Regions from separate parts of the Rattus norvegicus genome. Here regions 1 and 3 are each linked to region 2. Evidence: chromatin contacts called from public Hi-C data. All regions are on one chromosome and are shown on one strand. The core of a region is the stretch at or near the end of the contact, and the rest is flanking DNA. Distances in the headings are between cores, read along the strand shown. Region 1 has its middle 190 kb from the start of Nckap5. Region 2 holds the start of Mgat5 (alpha-1,6-mannosylglycoprotein 6-beta-N-acetylglucosaminyltransferase). Region 3 overlaps Mgat5 (alpha-1,6-mannosylglycoprotein 6-beta-N-acetylglucosaminyltransferase).

Region 1 (2,700 bases), core at 166-2,665, 200 kb after region 2:
GTGAGTCATATAGATCTGTGTTCAAGTCCTGACTGGACTGTACAATGTAGTACTGATACACTGAGTTTTTTTTCTCTTTTCTTTTTTTCAGAGCTGGGGACTGAACCCAGGGCCTTGCGCTTGCTAGGCAAGCGCTTTACCACTGAGCCAAATCCCCAACCCCCTACACTGAGTTTTTGTAGCCTCCTATACAAAAGGGGTCATTGAGCAACGAATTGTATCCTTCCCATTCATATTAACCTCTCTCTCTCTCTCTCTCTCTCTCTCTCTCTCTCTCTCTCACACACACACACACACACACACACACACACACTCACAGTGTGGGGTGGAGGTCGTGTAGCCCAGGCTAACTTTGAACTCTCTGTGTCACTACAACGACCTTGACCTCCTGTCTCCTGGCCAGTGCTGTAGTTACAGATGTATGCTAGCATGCCTGGTTAATGTAGTGCTGAGGACAAAACCCAGGTCTTTTCATGTGTTAGGCAAGCACTCTACTAACTGAGCCACATCCCCCAGCCCTGAAATCCTAACACCAAGTACCTGAGAATGAGATCATTTGGAGCGGAAGTCCTTCAAGGTAATAACAAAGTCAAATCAAGTCATTGTTATAACTTCTAATTTCATGCATTTGGTTTGCCTATGTTGTGGTTTGAATGTGAAACACCCCCCATAGATTCCCATGTTCAAATGCTTGTTCCCAGCTGAAGGCACTGGGTGGGAGGGCGGTAGAATCTTCAGGAGGCAGTGCTTTGCTGGGGGAAGCAGATCACTGACTATGTGCCTTTGGGTCTTTATAGCCTGGTCGCTTTCCCCTCTGCCTTCTACTTCCCAGTGCAAACACGGTGTGAGCAGCTGCCTTATATTCCTGCCACCATGCCTTCTCCACCAAGATGCACTGTGCCCTCAAACTGCCAGTCCAAATAAAACCTTTCTGCCTTAAACTGGTTTTGTCAGATAGAGTAACAAGTAGAGATACCCTTGTAAGAGTGAGAACACAGGTTCCAGGGAGGAGACTGCCATCTACAGGCTGGAGGAAGAGTCAGAGTGGAAATTGCTAGAAACTTAACTCCAGGATTCCCAGCATTCAAAACATTGAGAAAATAGTCTTCTCTTGTTTAGTCGGCTTGTCTGTGGCATTTTGTTATAGCAGTCCTTGCCAGTGAATGCAATGGGTAGAGAATTTTTATAAATCTCCTATGCTGTATGGATTTAGTAAGCATCTACGGTCAAAACAGATATCACAGAATCTAACATTCAGTAATGCAAATTCTCTTGTTCAAATTTATACACACGCGCGCGCGCGCGCGCGTGTGTTTGTGTGTATGGATATTCACCTAGAGAATGAAGATTTCAGGGGACCAATCAATCACTGGGCAAGTAGGCGGGACTTCCGGGTCAGAGGGCGAAAGAGAAGAGCCAGGAAAAGGTGACTAGCTTTGGGACCGGGAGAGCCTGGGGGAAGCAGCATGTAGCAAAACAGAGGCCCCCGGTTTAGATGGCAGATCCGCCAGGATTCCCCACCATAGGATTTAACTTAGAATGGCTTACAAATTAGGATGCTAGTTGCTGCACCCAGCGATTGAGTTACCTGTTGGTTCTAAATTAAGTTTGTGTGGCGTTTTCCTTCACATGGCAACCTAACTGAGTTCCAGAGAAAGGTACAGTGGCAGGGCACCCCAGCCAGCCATGGGAATTTGGATGCATGGGGCTGGCGTGGCAGCGACCCGCCATGAAAACTTACTTAGTGAGTCGGGCGGAGAGATTTCAGAGCTCCCTGGTCAAGAGTCTTCCGAGAGGAGAACAGGCCAGGCCCGCCGGTGCCCTGAGGCGATAGCATGGGTGCTTGGAGGCAGGCTGTGGCGGTGGCAAGACCACTGGGGCCAGAGAGTAGCATTTTTTTAGTATTTAACGGTGTGTGTGTGTGTGTGTGTGTGTGTGTGTGTGTGTGTGTGTGTGTGTGTGTGTGTGTGCACTAGAGAGTGCGAGCTGAGCACAGGCACAGGCATGCATTAATTTACTGCTCTCTGCTCTTGACTATGAGTGTGATGTAACTGGCTGCTTCAAGGTCCTGCTGCCTTGATGTCCCCGAAGGGTTGGGCTGTAATCAGGAATTGTGAAGTAAAATAAGCCCGTTTTCCATTAAACTAGTTTTTTTTTCCCCCAAGATATTTTATCATAGCGACAGATGTGAAACTACAACACTCCACTACAGAGACACATGTCCACTGAGAGTCACTATGATTTCATTGTCTTCCCCAGATCAATGGTATTTGATCCGGCTACACTTTATGTCCTGTACTAAAGAGCAGATGTAAATATCATTTGAAATACGGTGCATACGGGGCATCCTTTTTATAAGCTACAAATGGTTTCCTTAAGACTTTGATTTATTGCTAATCTCCTTTCCGGTTCAGTAATCACTGAACTTGACTGCGGTTTAATATGCATGTGTGGAACCATGGGAATTATCACTGGGAGGCCTGGGTCGGATTAAGCAGTTAATTCTGAGTGGAGAGCAAAGAGCAAAACCAGATCAGAATGCTATGACAGAAGGGCAGACTTAAGGAAGACTTTGGGGTAGCTGTACTGTGAGGGAGGCATTGAAGAGTACACAAGGAGAAACTGGGGAGCGGTGGTTCTCAGCCTGGGAGTTGAACAATCCTTTCACGGGGTCTCCTAGGACCATCAGAAATATCACAT
Region 2 (2,700 bases), core at 29-2,528:
AAAGCCACTGGGGGAAACAAATACAAGCGCCACCCCTTCCCTCTTCCCTGCGGTGGCTTTGTGTGTGACATGGACTGGGAGCGCGCGCAAATGTTGCCAGGCTCACACACCCCCTTCCACCCAACCTGCTCCCAGCACAGAGTAAATGCGCGCGACTGAGTGGCCTGCGTTCCCAGAGAGTCGGTCCACCTGGCAGACCAACGCAGTATCAGGCCTCTGGTCTTCTACCCGCAGGGAGCAAGGGTATGACATCCACGCCCCCATCTCCTGAGGCCAGAGTGGCTCTAGAAAGCAGAACTGTGGTGGCAGTCACAGGCCAGGCAGAGGCCCGGGAATGAAAAAGGGTGAACAAGAGGGCACAGAGATCCCCACTCACACATCCCCTACCCCCAATTTTGTGAGCTGTGGCCCCAAAGGGGACCAAAGCGACTGGCCTGGCGACTCGGCAGGAAGTTCCCAGGACCGCACTGAGCATGCTCTAGGGGAGTGTGTACGCGGGTGTCGCCCTTACATCCCGCAGCCTCTGCCATCTCCCAGTCGTGGGTGCACGCCGGCTGGATCGTGGTCGGGGCTGGCGGTCCCCAGTACTATCTGGGTTCCGAAGGGTCTTCTTGACCTCTCAACCCGGAGCTCTGGATCTTCATATTCCTTCTCCCCAGGGAACTGGGGCCCCACTCCTTCATTCTTCTTTCCAACTGGTTCAAGGCACATCTCATGCTGAGCTCTCGGATCCCTAGGACCCTAGCCCCGCTCACGCTGGCATCCTGGTTTCTGGTTTCACCGCGGTCCCAACGTCCAAAATGCCAATCTCCTCCTCCTTCTCGCCTCCTCCAGCCCACGCCACCCGAGCCCCCTCTGGACAGTTCCTTGGAAGCCTAAAAGCCTCAGGGAAGATCTTCAGGGTCCCATGAGATGGGATGCTACTGAGCAGGTGGTGGACCCTCCAAGTGGGTCCCTTCGGTTGTACTCTGGGGTTCCCTCCCCCGTCCCAAATCAAACACGGCCAGTACATCCACCCACGCAGCCCCGGGTGTCAGCGTTGGACCGGATAAGGACTGTCTCAGCTCCCCTAGCGTCCCCCACGCGTCCCTCGCGATCCACAGTCCGTGCATCTCCCCGAGGGGGGATGGCGAGCTTCTGAATCGATCGTTCGACCCTGCAGCAGCTCTTACCTGCTAGTAGAGGAGCAGCAGAAGCACCATCAGTAGCAGTCGGGGTCACTCTCCTGCAACCGTGCTCCTGGGAACTGGGGTCCCAGGCACAGCCAGGAGCGGGGTCACAGCGCCCCCAGAGACTGAGGCACAGCTACCTGGGCTGGATGGAGCCTGGGGTGGCCGCCGCCACCGCGGGAGCCGCAGGGCTGCCGGGCGAGCGGGCCTCGGCAGGGACGGTCTGAAAACTACCAGCCCTGGCGAGGCCGTGCGCAGCGCGTCCACCTTCCGCCCCTAGACGCAAGCGGGGACGTTCCTCCTGGGTCCAAACGATCAGGACCGAATGGTTAGGAGATCTTTTCGAGGTTTCTACTACCCTTTCCAGATCGACCTACCCAACTTCTCTCAGCTTCTGGGCTCGCGCGGATCTCTAAGGCAAAGGGATTCCGGGCCACGGACGTTCGGCAAATTCCCCGCCCACCCCGGCAGAGCGCTCAGCCAATTCGGAACGCCTCTGCTTCTCGGGGATCGTCTGCAAACTCTAGACCCTGTACAAGAGCACTTGAAGCCGCTCCATTCTGCATGCAGCCCAAGGAGAAACAGGCAGAGAGCTAGACCGAAGGAGTTGAGTAAATAATACTCTAGCAAGGTCAGGGGCAGGGTACAATTACTGTTACATACAGTGCATCCTCCGGAGTGATGATCTCTGGGCCACCTCAGCAGTGAAGCCAGTGGGGAGGGAGATGGCGGGCTCAACTATTTAGGGGTCTTGCCAACTTTAATAAACGCCCTGAGCTCCATTTTATACTTGGTAGAATAGATTGGCAAAAGCAGTAGGAATTTCTGTCCCGTGGGTTTTTTTTTTTCTGAACAGATTCGTATTTGTTTATTTTGTGATTTGGGGGGTAGGGTGGGAATGGAAGGTGCAGTCTTACCTGACCCTGACTGGCCCTAACCAACTTGCTTTCTAGCAGAGGATAACCTCGAACTCTGGACCCTCTTGCCTCCATCTCCTGAGTGCGGGAAATTACAAGCATCAGCCACCATGCCCTTGGTTTTGGTGACCCTGAGCAAGCCAATTATCGTGCTCCTCTCAAGGGCTCCATTGATGAGAGCAATAACGGCTGCTTTCGTGATGTTATTGTGAAGAGGGAGTGAAATATTTGTAAAGGGTTTGGCAGTGACTGGTACACAGTAGGCACACAATTTTTCTAATGGGCTTCTTTGCTCTGCTGTGTCTGCGTTTTATGAGCAGCCTGGACAGCTTAACGCGGTACTCTTGTAAATTCAAAAAGAAATAAAGCACATCTCCAGCCCGGAGGGCACCACCACGAAACACTGACTAGCATGAAATATTCAATCAGCCACCCTCCAGGGAGCTGGCCATGCATTTACATCCTGGATCATTATAGATCTTGGTTAAGTGTTATCTGGAATGGAAGGAGGGTGGACTGGTGGATTACCCCGGGTGTAAATGACAGGAAGTCCTACTCCTGTGAGCCATTGCTATATCTAGTTACAGTATAAGGGTTGATCCTGCAGAATTTCT
Region 3 (2,700 bases), core at 17-2,516, 210 kb before region 2:
CAGTTAGCTTCCTCTCTCTGCCTCCCTAGTGCTGGGCTTCAAGTGTGTGTCATCATGCCTGGCTTCCTACTATGTGGGTTCTGGGAATTCAGGTTTGCCTGTGGCTCTCACTTTAACAACGGGAGCCGTTGCCTCAGCCCTGTATAATTTTCAAGTATGTTTCACTGGGAGGGGGCTATCTGATTGGAAGACAATTCTCTCTTGATTAAATAGTAACCTTCATCAACTCTGCCTCCCATCTTGTTCAGATAAATTTCAGCTCGCTGGGTGATGGCTCAGTGAAGGTCACACACAGCTGATAAGACAGGAAGCAACCCTTGTTTAGTCTGACTCAAACCGAACCTGCATAAATAACACAGAAGCAAACTCCCCCAGGAATTGAGGCCGTCCGTCCAGTGCAATCCACGTTCTGCAACTTCAGCCGTGACCGCCATTCACCTTTGGGTGCAAACTTCTCTTTTGCTTTGCTCTGGGTTTCTAAGAGCTAAGGAATGCTTTGCCATTTACAGTCAGTCCAGATCTCTCTCTCTCTCTCTCTCTCTCTCTCTCTCTCTCTCTCTCTCTCTCTCTGTATGTATGGTGGTGGAAGGGGGGTTGGGCATTCACACACAAGTGACATTATTTGTATGTGGGAGACAGGTCAGGTGTCTTCCTCAATCAATTTCCACCTTACTGGTTTTTTTCTAAACACTATTTATGTGTAGAGGTGTGTCCCTGCATGAGGCCAGAAGAGGGCATCAGACCCCCTAGAAATGGGGTTATAGGAAGTTGTGACTTGCCTGACATGGGTGCTAGAATTTGAAGAGCAGTGTTTGCTTTTAGTCACTGAGCTGCATCTTTAGCGTCCCTAAAGTTAACACTGAACTTGAGCTCGCTGGTTGGGCTAGCGGGTCTGCCCAGTGAGCTCCATTAATCTACCCGTCTCTACCTCCCATAGGCTGGGACGGTGAGTGACAGCTGCCACACCAGGCCTTTTTATGTGGGTGCTGAGGGTGTACTATAGTACTGAGAGCCACTCCCCTGCCTCCAGAGACCTTCTCAACCCATCGGAGGTGACCTGCTCAGAGTGAGACACCCTAGCTCTACTCTCATCCTTATGAGAGGAAGATGAAGAAGGGAGGCAGTGCTGCAAAGGCGCTCTGTGGGATGTGCAGGCTACGCAGATCCTACCCCTCACCAGCTCATCTCCAAGGCAGGGCCTAATGAGGGCCACAGGAGGAGGAGGTAACAGGGCCCTGACTGAGGAGCTGTGCTCAGTCAGCCAATCTGTTCTCCCATTTCTGTGTGTTTGAACAAGTGCCCAGAGGCAAGGACAATGGCTACATTAGTTGAAGGGGAAATTACTGAATAAATTCTATGGCCAACGAGAGACAAAGCAAGGGCTGGCTGCTCACCGTTTTCCTGCTAGTTTTCCTTTTTTCCTCCTTTTTGAGAAGCACAGAGGGGAGGGCACTAGAACTGGAAAGAACAGGGTGATGGGAAGACAGCCTGTGCATGTTAAGCACCCTTTCCTTTGTTGCTCTAGGGCTCTAGACTTTAAGATGATGGTTTTTAACTTGTATTTTCAGGAAACTGTTGGAGTGACTAACACTCCACTCTTGGCATATTTGTTCTGTGACTCAGTTTGTCTATGTCCCCATACAGGCACTTACAACACAATGACCATCTAAAGTGTTTTGTGGGTCTTGTTATGTGATGCGTTATCTAAAACATAATAAAAGCAAGATGATTAAAAATCCACAAAAGAAGAAAAAATACACACATGCAATTTTTTTATTTTTTGGTGCACGTGTCAAAGATTCTTTTAGCATTTAGCTTGGATGTAAGAGAGGGAGGGAAGAGTCTATTTTTTTTTTTTTTTCCTTTCTTGGAGGCAGGGTCTCCTCTAGCCCCCTCTATAGGCCACTCACTGTACAGCCAAGGATGACCTTGAACTTCTCCTCCTCCTGCTGCCATCTCTCCATCGCTAGAACTGAGACAACCACCACTACAGCTTATGTGTTCCTGGGGATGGACTCCAGAGACTCCCTACCTGCTAGGCAAACACAGTAACTAAGCCACACTCCCATCTATCCTTACTGCCATGGTGCAACTGTAGTTCGGTACTAAATCAAATTTGAGACTCCGTGAAAACACACACTACATCTAGAAGCCCCCAGAAATCTCATCCATATTTGAAAGTTTCAACTCCCAGTTTTACTGTGAGATAACTTGAGGAACAGCACCTTGCATGTTGGTGGCTGAGGGCATCACGCACCTACAGACGCAATGGTCAGAACATGTCTGACTCTTCTATGTCTCTGTAACGAAACTTGTCACCAGACCCTGGGTGTTTTTTTAAACATCCCCTGCCCCCCCGCCCCCCCCCCCCACACACAAGAAGGTGGTTCTTCCGGGTGCTAGGCTCCTTGTGGTTGACCAAAAGGAGCTGCCCAGCAGCTGTATGCATCCAGGCAAGACACCAACTCTCAACACGAGTGTTCTTCACTCTGCTTATACAGAATCCATAGCCATAGGCCTGGCTGATACCAAACCCGACCTTCTTGGCTGCTGGACAAGAGGCTCCGTGGTTAAGAGCCCTTGCTGCTCTTGCAGAGGGCCTAAGCTTGGCCCCCGTGTGTGGCGGCTCCAAGGGGAATTCCATGCCTCTGACCTCTGCTGGTACCTGCACCTCACCACCAAATCACACATGCACACACA

The links. A called contact is a pair of places that touch in the nucleus more often than the background predicts.
Region 1: a contact with region 2 is called in a Hi-C map of the A7r5 cell line, with 2.8 times the contacts expected there. The contact joins the enhancer-like site here to the promoter of Mgat5 in region 2. A contact is called at or near these places in 2 of 12 Hi-C or Micro-C datasets (the A7r5 cell line and mammary epithelial cells) and 1 of 1 datasets of contacts at active chromatin or transcription factors (oligodendrocytes).
Region 3: a Hi-C map of the A7r5 cell line shows a contact between it and region 2, with 4 times the contacts expected there. The contact joins the enhancer-like site here to the promoter of Mgat5 in region 2. A contact is called at or near these places in 3 of 12 Hi-C or Micro-C datasets (the A7r5 cell line, Schwann cells and frontal cortex) and 1 of 1 datasets of contacts at active chromatin or transcription factors (oligodendrocytes).

The regions. Positions count from the first base shown.
Region 1 is chr13:41,022,931-41,025,630 of GRCr8, reverse strand. No RefSeq gene overlaps it. Among named protein-coding and RNA genes, the nearest start is that of Nckap5, 190 kb to the right of the region's middle. Within about 2 kb of position 1,415, at least 2 of the 93 cell types and tissues checked have an H3K27ac peak or open chromatin away from gene starts, as enhancers often do. A contact at or near this core is called in the A7r5 cell line, where this site is marked.
Region 2 is chr13:41,227,240-41,229,939 of GRCr8, reverse strand. Mgat5 (alpha-1,6-mannosylglycoprotein 6-beta-N-acetylglucosaminyltransferase) reads right to left here and starts at 1,278. Exons shown (of 18, transcript NM_023095.1): 1 at 1,173-1,278.
Region 3 is chr13:41,435,822-41,438,521 of GRCr8, reverse strand. The region is part of intron 11 of Mgat5 (alpha-1,6-mannosylglycoprotein 6-beta-N-acetylglucosaminyltransferase); the gene reads right to left. Among named protein-coding and RNA genes, the nearest start is that of Mgat5, 210 kb to the right of the region's middle. Within about 2 kb of position 1,266, at least 36 of the 93 cell types and tissues checked have an H3K27ac peak or open chromatin away from gene starts, as enhancers often do. A contact at or near this core is called in the A7r5 cell line, where this site is marked.